Regions from separate parts of the Drosophila melanogaster genome. Here region 1 is linked to region 2. The links are chromatin contacts, called in public Hi-C maps. All regions are on one chromosome and are shown on one strand. Each heading gives the region's core, a stretch centred on a gene start, on an enhancer-like site or on the middle of the called end of the contact. The rest is flanking DNA. Distances are from core to core; before and after follow the strand shown. Region 1 holds the start of Pbp95 (PSEA-binding protein 95kD). Region 2 holds the start of CG9727.

What was found. A called contact is a pair of places that touch in the nucleus more often than the background predicts.
Region 1: a contact with region 2 is called in a Hi-C map of the Kc167 cell line, with 2.5 times the contacts expected there. The contact joins the promoter of Pbp95 here to the promoter of CG9727 in region 2. A contact is called at or near these places in 11 of 107 Hi-C or Micro-C datasets (the D17-c3 cell line, the Kc167 cell line, the S2 cell line and 3 more).

What each region holds. Positions count from the first base shown.
Region 1 is chr3R:8,010,596-8,015,533 of dm6, reverse strand. Pbp95 (PSEA-binding protein 95kD) reads right to left here and starts at 1,743. Exons shown (of 3, transcript NM_141503.4): 1 at 1,235-1,743; 2 at 568-1,123; 3 at 1-507. The coding sequence starts at 1,696. CG10435 reads left to right here and starts at 2,333. Exons shown (of 3, transcript NM_141502.3): 1 at 2,333-3,403; 2 at 3,817-4,239; 3 at 4,300-4,627. The coding sequence starts at 2,465. The coding sequence ends at 4,425. It overlaps CG3223, which reads right to left. Exons shown (of 3, transcript NM_141501.2): 3 at 4,516-4,938. The coding sequence ends at 4,668.
Region 2 is chr3R:6,454,351-6,459,633 of dm6, reverse strand. CG9727 reads left to right here and starts at 2,958. Exons shown (of 5, transcript NM_001275389.1): 1 at 2,958-3,036; 2 at 3,127-4,376; 3 at 4,440-4,682; 4 at 4,895-5,283. The coding sequence starts at 3,613. Zif (Zinc-finger protein) reads right to left here and starts at 2,546. Exons shown (of 5, transcript NM_001275390.1): 1 at 2,478-2,546; 2 at 2,204-2,417; 3 at 1,525-2,141; 4 at 1,333-1,467; 5 at 812-1,231. The coding sequence starts at 2,347. The coding sequence ends at 961.

The DNA of each region.
Region 1 (4,938 bases), core at 494-2,993, 1.6 Mb before region 2:
AACTCTCTGCCTGTCGCTCGATCCTAGCCTTTTTCGATTTGGGACCGCGCACCCGAGTTCCTTTCGGGGGGTTATCATTAACTAATGACTCTGGGTCCTCTTGCCACTCTTGCAAACGCTGCGCCCAGTTATCAGAGTTAACCAAGGACACCTTCTTCGATCGGCGGCGTGGCAGGTCTTCCACTTTTGCATTGGGATTTTGTTCAAGGAATTTCTTGATGACTAGGAAGCGGGTTCGACAGCTGGTCCGCGTGTGATTGCCCAAGAACGTGGCACAGTTAAGCCACTGGGAAGCCCCGTATTGCGTTACGAAGCTCATCAGCCGTGTGTCGTCCTGAACGGACCAGGAGTCGGTCTTGTTGCGTTGTGCCAGTACATTGTGGTAGCGAGTTCGGAGTTGGGTTAACGACCGGTTTGGGAAAAGAGAACGCGGAAAACAGTGAAACTTTCCATTGTACTCTTCAACGGCGGCGAACAGCATCATGTCCTCCTTGGTAGTGAAGGGTTCTGCAGTTTCAAAGGAGCGAAATAATAAATTAAAAATTATTCAATATATTGGGTACCTACCGTGACTGATGCTAGGATGCAACACGTAGTAGTAACGACCAATCAGCGTTGATTTGGACTTGTCCGGGAAGTATTCCACGACTTTTTTCCAGTTTATTACACTGTTTGCCGTATTCCTATCAACGATCGCCCTTAGTTTATCGTTGTCCTCTTCGCTCCAGCGGTGGCTGTTCTTTGGCTCCAGCAGAAAACGTAGGGCGGTATGAAAGCGTACGAAGCACTGATAGTCGGAACGTCGGTCTAGCGACGCGGCTATCAACTCCCAGTTCTGCATCCTGTTCGCAGTGGCCACCGCCAGTAAAGTTTCGTCCTCCTCGGGTGACCAATCGTCTCGCCTGAGATCTGGTGTTAAGTAGACCCTCCACATTGCCTCACAGCTATATGGTGAGTGCCGATATTCCAAGTCCAGGGTGCTGATCTGGTTCCAGTCGATGCTGAAGCTACTATCCGCAGTTGCCAGCAGACTTACCAGTGTACTTAAGTGTCGCTCGATTGGCTTGCGCTTCAGGCTTCCGCTGGGCAGCGCATTCGTACTGTGGGCCCTATGCTCCAGTAACTGAGAATTGAGTTTTTTATAAAACAGAATATTAGTATTGCTATTTAACTTTTCATTGCTATTAAATGGGTATTTGGCAATCAATCTGAACCACTCGAAGGGTCCACTCACCTGTTGTTTTATACCCATTATCACATTCTTTTTGTCTAGCAATGTCCATACATGTCTGGAGTGCATGTCAAAGTCGGTGGGAAACATCTCCGTGTGGCACCGCGCCTCGTAATCCTCGTTGTTAGGACAGCTTCGACCATCGATGTCTCGGAAAAACAGGTTGCCCTTGAAGCGAAACGTGCCCTTCCGCAGGATCGCCCCGCTAAGATTGAGGGAATTCGGGCCGAAATGGGAACGAGGTCGCAGCCGGCGCACCAGGATGTCCTCGTTCCGAGAGAAGCGGGCCCTTACTACTTGTAACATGGCCAGAATTTTGGTCCGGACTTGCATGAGCCGGCGCTGGAGCTCCTGATTCAGCTGCAGTGCGTTGGCGGCGCTCGGCTTCGCTGTGTTCTGCAAGAGGGCCGAAATCTCGTCCATAAGCTGCTGCTGGTTTATGCGCAGATCATCGGCATCGTCCATTGCTCAGGTTGTTTTGTTTACATTGCCTTTGACTTTAGCGATGAACTATTCCCGGCATCAACTATCGATAAAATGGTTGCAATGGTCGAACTGCATTAAGCAAATTAATACCCTGCAAATAAAGTAACATTGAACATTACATAGGAAATTGCTGTATTATTGGACTAAGACCTATTAAAGAATAGATAGAGATAAAATAGATATCATAACTGCCATTTTTCGTCCTTATTTATTCCCAGAAACTTTGGTTTTATCTAGTGGAAAGAACATGATTTCAATAAACTCAGTTGTAAAAGCGCGGGATTATTTTAAACAAAAGTTTGGTCAAAAATAGTTTTTTAGAATAAAGATCTTAAAACTATCCGCCATGCACTAAATAATGATACCCTTGGTAACAAAAAATATTTAGTATGTCAAAATGTTTTGTAATTTTAATTTTTTTATGTTGTATAACGTGATCTGTAGAAACTATTAATGTATTCCGATTTTTGTTAAGCCTTTCATACGCCCTCAAATTGGCGAAAATTTGGGTAGATTTAATATCAGCTGTTGTCAAACTCGCAACCAAGCCTGAGTACACCTAATTAGGTGAGCATCTCAAGGAAAAACGATATTCAACACTAGTCGAAATTGGCGAATCAGCAGTGACCGATGACAATACCAATCGCCTATCGCTGCTGCTCGAGAAACAACAAAAGAGAACAGAGAAAAAAAAACGCGTAGTAGCAACTTAATTAACAAAATTCGTGGTGAATGCGCTAGCATAACATGGAAGATGTCCCGGTCAAGATAGTCGAGCGCTACAAACCACCGCCTGCCGTGTACCACCTGCCGCAGGCGACCCTCAATCGCCTGTCGCAATTCCGAGAAGGTTTCTACACGGATCATCCGGATTACCAGTATGACTGTCAGCTGGAGAGGGCCGTGCTGAGTCAGGCGCAACGATGGCGCCACCTGCGTCGCCAGCAGCGCGAGGAGCGAGCCAGTCGCCAGGAGCGTCGCAAGGAGGAACGCCAACGGGCGCTGGAGGCGAGACAGAAGGAGATGCTTGGAGCAGTTGATTATCCTAGTGCGGACGACTTGTCATCGGATGAGGACGAGAAGGAGCGAAAGAAGAACGAGCCCGAGCAGAGGGACGAGGAACAGCAACAGCAGCCACCACCTCCAATCACCGCTGAGTCACGCGACTCTTCCCACGAACCAAAGTCAATAAGTGTGTGTAATTTTCACAATATCTTGCAGCCCACCATTCTGAGCACCACTCCAGTGGTCAGTCCGCAGACGCTGCACAAGCGTAACAGCTCCCTAAACTACGCAGACTTTGAGTACAATATGAACTCCACACCTTTCGACAATATCGAGCTGAAGACCATCAACGATCTAGACATACTAGCTCAGGTTCTGCACCAGACACAGCTGGAGAAGCGCATAGATCAACAGCAGCAGGATCAGCAGCAGCAGGAGCCGCCGCATGAGGATCATTCCAAGGAGGAGCAATCTGGCAATGAAGTGCCAGCTCCGGTGGAGCTAGCAATGACTACGCTGGCGGAGACCAAAGCGACGCTCGACAGCGTCAATTTCCATGTTCACTGTGATGATAATGCGGACAGGGGCGAGCCAAGCCACATTCCAACCACGGCTCAATACCTAACGCCCATGTACAGCGCTTCCGCCCAGCAGCCGTTGCATAAACCGGAACACTTTCAGGTGGGACACTTTTAACTAGTTAAAGAGCCTTAATAATATGTTAACTTGATTCTTTTGAATGTCACACTATCCTTGTATTCTCAAAATCCAATCCTCATTACTCATTAAATTGTAATAAAAGAGGAAATTGTTCATTCACTCACAGTATACCATTTAATCGGGATGATTTCTGAGCATTTGCAGGTAGATTACCTAAAAATAAATAACTCATCACAAGTCGAGGGTGGGGCTATTGCTCAAACTAATTAGTACCACAATTGAGGGTGTAATATATTTTGACTGAGCTTGAGTACGATCTTAGCATGGTCTTATAAACCAAGTATTAGTCCGATACCCAATATTTTATTTCAATCGAAAATAAGTTTTTTTCAGACGCTCCGATTTAAAATATGGGCTAATTATTATTTTCGCAGGTGTACCACATGCAGGGCTACAGTCACCAGCCCTTCTACCCTCCGCAGCAGCATTCTTTCCAACAGTTTAGCAACTACCAAGTCAATGGATTCGGGACTCAAAACCTTTTGAAGGCTCCTCCAGCGCCTTCCTCCGTGCATGCGCTCAGCCAGTCGGAGGACGAGGTAGCCACGAAGTCAAGGAGTGTGCCTGACATCCTGCGGGAGCTGAAGACGGAGCTGCAGCAGGCGGAGAAGCGTCGTACCCGCCTGCACAGTCACAACGCGGAGCAGCAGCCAACGGTGGAGTTGGCAGTGGACAGAAACTCCTTTAGGGAGCTGGCTGGTCCGGCACAGAAGTTGGCCCAACGTATCAGTACTATGGGTTTCCCTCTGGAACGGGTGGCAAAGGTGGTTAGTCTATGCGGTATCGACGATAAGAAGGTAAGTCAGTTTCGAAAACTTTTGCAAAATGCATTATTCCGATCTGGGACGTCTTTTCAGATTATCGAACACCTTATTCCACTGGGAGAACTTCTGGACCTCGGTTTTGACGAATCGAAAATCTCGGCGGCGCTACTCAAGTTCAACAATAATAAGGACAAGGCGCTGGACTATCTAATCAACTAGTATAATTTAGTGGAAACCTTTTGTACGGCCGGCTTTTACCCCCATGCCCAAACTCCGCAATCCCACCCCAATTAGCTTACAAAGATGACTCCTCTAAACGTATATTTAATTATTAAAAGTTATTAAGAGATATTCCTTGCTTAAGTTGGGAGTTTAATGCTTCAGAATCCTCAGCAGCAGAATAAATATAAGTCCGTAAAGTAAGCACATTATGTTGGCTTTTTAGTCAATTCCGATCCTTATTAATTCATGCTCAGCATAAGCAGATTAATAGCGTGTTCCACATTCCCATCGGAAAGTTCTAGATAACTAACGTTCTGAGTGTGATTAATGAAGCCCATGGCGGCCATGGTACGCAGTTGTTCGGTGAACCGATGGCGACGGTAGCGGCGTGGCAGCACATCACTGTCGTCTCCACCATCGTCCTCGTCATCTACATCATCGGCTGGTGCTGTGGCGGCTTGCTCTGGTACTGGTCCTTCTCCGGACTCCACCTCCATGTTCTCCACAGGC
Region 2 (5,283 bases), core at 1,709-4,208:
CCAATCGTTTGAAGCGCTTTTATGGATTCGACATGTCAAATCGCGTGCAAATTTGTTAGAATTGGTTTTCCCAAGCTTCCACATTCCGCAATCTCGCCACTAGGAAAAATATCATAGCAGCTTCAAAAGGAAAAATATTGGATACCATTTTGAATTTTAGAAATTTGTCATGATTATAAATATCACAGAAAATAAGTTTTAAACTCCTTTTCTAAACCAAATTTTGGAATAAATAATATGACTAGCGCCTTGGTTACCTATTTTGAATTATTGTACCCAGCTTTGCTTGCAGTGTATCACCACCCGTAATCAAATACAAAGCCCCAGGGGCCGAAAGGCTTTACCAGTCCATAAGAACATTTTTTGTTTCCGCTAAAATGATGATATGATACACGGGGGAGTTCAAAAAAGGAGACAAGCGGCCAATGAAAAAAAAAAACGCATTCAAGTCATGTAATTTCGGAACTTCCTTTGATATTGTACATTTGTTGGTGCTTTGCATGCGCTAGGTGCAAATTGGGTTTTTTCCAATTTCATTTTATATACCCACGGCGTCATGAAGCCACCCATATTTATTGCATAATTTTCAGCATAGCTTCCCGCGCACACACATTGCGAACATTGATTGTGGAAATAACTACGGCCAGTTGTGACTTTTACCAACTAGCGTACAACTAGATTGCCAGATTTTCTCGGGCGTGTTACATTTCAAATTGTATTGTATTGTATTGTATGTATTCAAATTATCAAATAAATTAATTTTATGAACCAAATTCCACATGCTGCTAAAACATCACATACGTTTGATATTCTATTTTTAACAAAAATAACCTTTATTTACGTATGAAGTTCATTCTTACAACTATGAATACGCTATCCGTTAGCGTTTAAGCTAGTATTACTGATTATAAGGGATTATATCTGGAAATAAGACAGTATACTCTACTGAATTTGATTGCGTCAGTGAGCTTGAATTCGGATCTCGTTCCCGCCCCCCTGCTCGGCCACCATTTCCACCTTCATGCTCTCGGCCAGCATTACGGCGTTCTGGTGCAGTTTGGTCTCCTCGTGCTGGCGCATGTGATGCAGCAGACGGAAGTCCTTGTTGCAATAATCGCAGCGGTACAGTTTGATGTCCGAGTGGATGAGCTCGTGCTTGGTCAGGGAGTGAGCGTAGGCAAACGCTTTGTCGCACACCTTGCACACGTAGGGCTTGATGCCACGGTGAACACTGATCGGAAAAAGAAAAGTTAGTTATCTCTGTCCCGAACTAGGAATATATTTAAATGGCCCATTTTGAGGCCTCTCCGTGAGAATAACATTTCTACTCACTTTTCATGAGACTTGAGAACACTTTCGTAGAAGAATTGACGACTGCAGAAGCTGCACTTATAGGGTTTGCTGCCCGTGTGGGAGTACATGTGCTTCCTCAGTTGCTCGCGCACCTGGAACTTGGCATCGCATAGTCTGTGAAGGCGGGATTAGGGTTATCGCTTTAATATGAAATTTACCGACTCGACTTACTCGCATGCATATTGGCAGATGCCGTCATGGCGTCTGCGATGCTCCATCATCCGGCCGCGCTTTTCGTAAAAGTTTCCGCAGACGTCGCAGATATAGCCACCCTTCTCAGTGCCGTCCGATGTTGTTAGGGAGTTTAATCCGCGACGAACCCGGCCGCGCCGCGCCTTCAGGCTTGCCTTGGCCGCCTCCTGCAGCGCCAACTGCTGCGATGGTGTCTCTTCGTACTGCTTCTCAGACTCCAGGACGATCTCGGTCTGATCGGAGTTCATCTCGATGGTGTAGTTGTCCTCCAAGTACTCGATGGTGTCGCCAATGCACTCCTGCTGATCGCTGGTGTCCACTTCCAAGTACTCCTCGTGCCCCTTTTCTTCCTGGTGCTCCTCTTCCCCGGTGGTGGTCTCCTCCAGGATGTACATCTCCTCGTCGCATTGCTGCTGCGAGCCGTCCTCCTCCTTGATCATCATCACATCTGATTCGTCCAGCAAGCCCAGTTCCCGGCAGTACTCCTCAATCTCCATCTGCTTGCGCAGCGCCTTCTCGCGAAACTGGTAGGCCATGTTGAGTTCGACCTTGCAGGACTTGCAGATGCCATCGGGTATGTGTTCTCTGTCGTTCAGCTGCATGAGGGATGGATGGATGAATGGTCAGTTCGCATTGCCAGCTCTAGCGATTCACTTACATTGCTGTATGAGACTCCCAAAAGTTGAATCAACATCTCGTTCGGCGATTCCTCGCCTTCCTCGCGGATCTCGTCTAGGCGCTGCAGTCGCTCACTCTGCGCCAGGCAGACCCGGCACGTCTGTGGGGTAAGCTCGACGCGCATTCTGGAATCCTGCTCGAAATTTAATTTAAAGAACCGCTCGCGTAGTATTGTAGTGTTAAAATTTGTGTTGCTAAAGTGTTGTGTAAAGCGACTGAAAAAAGAAACGAAAAGACATCGCCATTTTCCTTACCAGGGCTGCATAGCATCGGCGAACACGATGTGGTTCATTTTGCTGGTTCCGGGAAGCGGATTTTTGGTTAAATATCTGATAAACATGTTTGCTGCTTGTGACAATACATTGGAAATATTTGTTCCTTTAACCATGGCTAAACGATATGATATGATAACTGAAAGTATTCCCCAGTGTGCCTATAAACACAAACAACTTGTAAAATGAGAAAGAAAATATTAATACTTCAAATATTCAAATATTATGAAAACAATTATATATATATTTATATATTTCTTTCATATTTACGTATATTTAGATAGAGTAAAGAATTCAATCATAAAAATACCAACGTCTTACATTAAATATTATTTAAAAAAAGGCCTAATGCGCTTAAATTTGCCTTATCAATAGAAAATATTATGTCCAATACTGACAATACATCTCACCAAAGATTTAATTTAGCTAGGAACCAGTTCTCTATGGCTCATTTTTTTGACCAGTGGCGATAACGATGACAGCAAGATCACTAAAAGACTAGCGTTGCATGTTTATCATATACAAGCTAACATTGCGTAAGGTGAATCTGCAAATTATATACAAATTATTAGTAATTTACTCATTTATTTATGCGAAATCGCAAATACAACACCGTGTTTACATCCGAAAGCTCTGGCAAAAAAAGCACATTTCTTAATGCAGCCGTCTGGCAACGCCACATATTTTTCGAGACGCAGAACGCAAGATATTTTCTTATCTCTCGTTAAAAAATGGATTATTTCGGTTCAATCGGTGCGTATCTGGGAAAATCGCATGCTCGTTGGCAGTAAAGAACGCCACGCACTTTCACGTCCCACGCCCAGCGCACTCCCGCCTGACGGGAAAATGGGAAAGCAACTATATCTGGCATCCGTATCTTCGTCCGTCGCAGCCGTCAAAATGTTCGTCGCGCCAGTTATCGACTCGGCAATCTCCATCTCCTAAGGCACACACACACTCAATAGAACGCAGTCCAGCACTCACACAGGCAGCCACCTACGTAACCTGGCAGCGGAAGCGCCCTTAATCTTGGCCAGAAACCACAGCAGGCAGAAAACAACGAGGGAGCAGCAGCAGGCGGAGGGAAACGGAGGCGCCGCTAGCACTAGCACCTAACATGTCCGAGAAGCACGGCCAGCTGGGTGCGCAGTGGACGAAATCAGCGGCGCCAGCAGCAACAACAGCACCAGTCTCCAATTCCATTCCCATACCTCAACCGATCCCTGTGGCACTACCCCTCCAGAAACCCAACGCCAATCCCTATGGGAACTGCAGCCTACAGCCCGCGGATATAGTCTACAGCGCAACCAGATTTCAAGGACCTGCTATCCATGCAAAGGGCTCTCCTTTGACCATTACGCCCGTGGGCCCTGTCGGCGGAGCACCTGCCTCTGCCCAGATCTCGCCCACGAGTCACACCCATGTACCTGTACCTGTAGCCACGCCCAGCGGCTTTGTGCCGCCTCCGTTTTCCAATGCCACCAGCGCCAGTGGAGGTGTCTCCACTTCCGTACTTACTCCGAATCCCTTTGCCACGGCGAGTGCAAATGCTGCTGGCCTGGCCTTTGCCAATGCCTTCAGCTTTAGCACAGCCCAGCAACTGGGTCTGGGCAAGATCATGCACGCTATGGGCGGAGCTACTGCGGGAGTGCCATCGGCGCCAGTACCAGTCACCACGACTCCAGCGACAGCTGCTCCTTCGACCCCAACAATAGCTGGTCCACGGCATCCGAACGAGGGCGTTCCAGCGGCCAGTGGAGTGATAAACTCCACCATTGCTGAAAACGTAATGAATGCTTTGAGCAACTCCAACTCAGCGGGATCAGTTCCCAGTGAGGAGAAGATGAGAAGGGTGCTGCAGGTGATTGAGACCAGCTTGGAGTAAGTGTTGTTTGAAGAATCCTATGTTTATCCTTGCTAATTTGTGTGCGTCTTCCCGTTCAGCGACAATGCGAAGCTGCAGATTTCACAGATTCTAGAGCGTGTCTCGGGACTAAAGCCCATTGAGAAGCTATTCCTCTATCTTCGTTTGCCTGGCGAATGCGCAGACACCGATCCGTTGAGGCAGCCACAAAATCCACTAGGAACGCGCTCGGAGATTAACCATACCATTAATTGGGTGCGTTCCCATCTGGAGCACGATGCACAGGTCTCCATACCAAAACAGGATGTGTACAATGATTACATGTGAGTTCTTTTCATTCTTATTCAAAGCATTATTGAAACTAAGACGGTAACAGTGAAAATGTATTTCATTCATTTTTCGCTTGAGAAGTCTAAATATGTATTGTATATACAAAAATGCTGCAAATCAGTTGAATAATCATACTATTACTAGCATTTTTTTTTTAGCATAGCCCTAAAATTAATAATTGGTTTATTTCACCATTCATTTATAGAGCTTATTGCGAACGCCTCAGCATCAAACCTCTGTCCACAGCAGACTTCGGCAAGGTGATGAAGCAGGTATTTCCGGGCGTTCGTCCTCGGAGATTAGGGACGCGTGGAAACTCTCGCTATTGTTATGCGGCAATGCGGAAAACCACCAAGCTGACGCCCCCGCAACTGCCGCAGCTGTGCAAGACGGAGCAGATCGTAGCGGGTGATTCCAATTCGGACCCGAGTCAGCTAACTAGTGCCTCCAGTTTGGGTGGCTTACCATCGACAGGAGGTGACTCTGAGTGCTGGGATGTGGTGCGCAGTTGGGCAGAAAAATTGCTAAACACTAAGCTAGAGAGCGTTGCGGATCTAAGCTCCCGTATCAAGAGCAACAATGCAACAGTTTCTA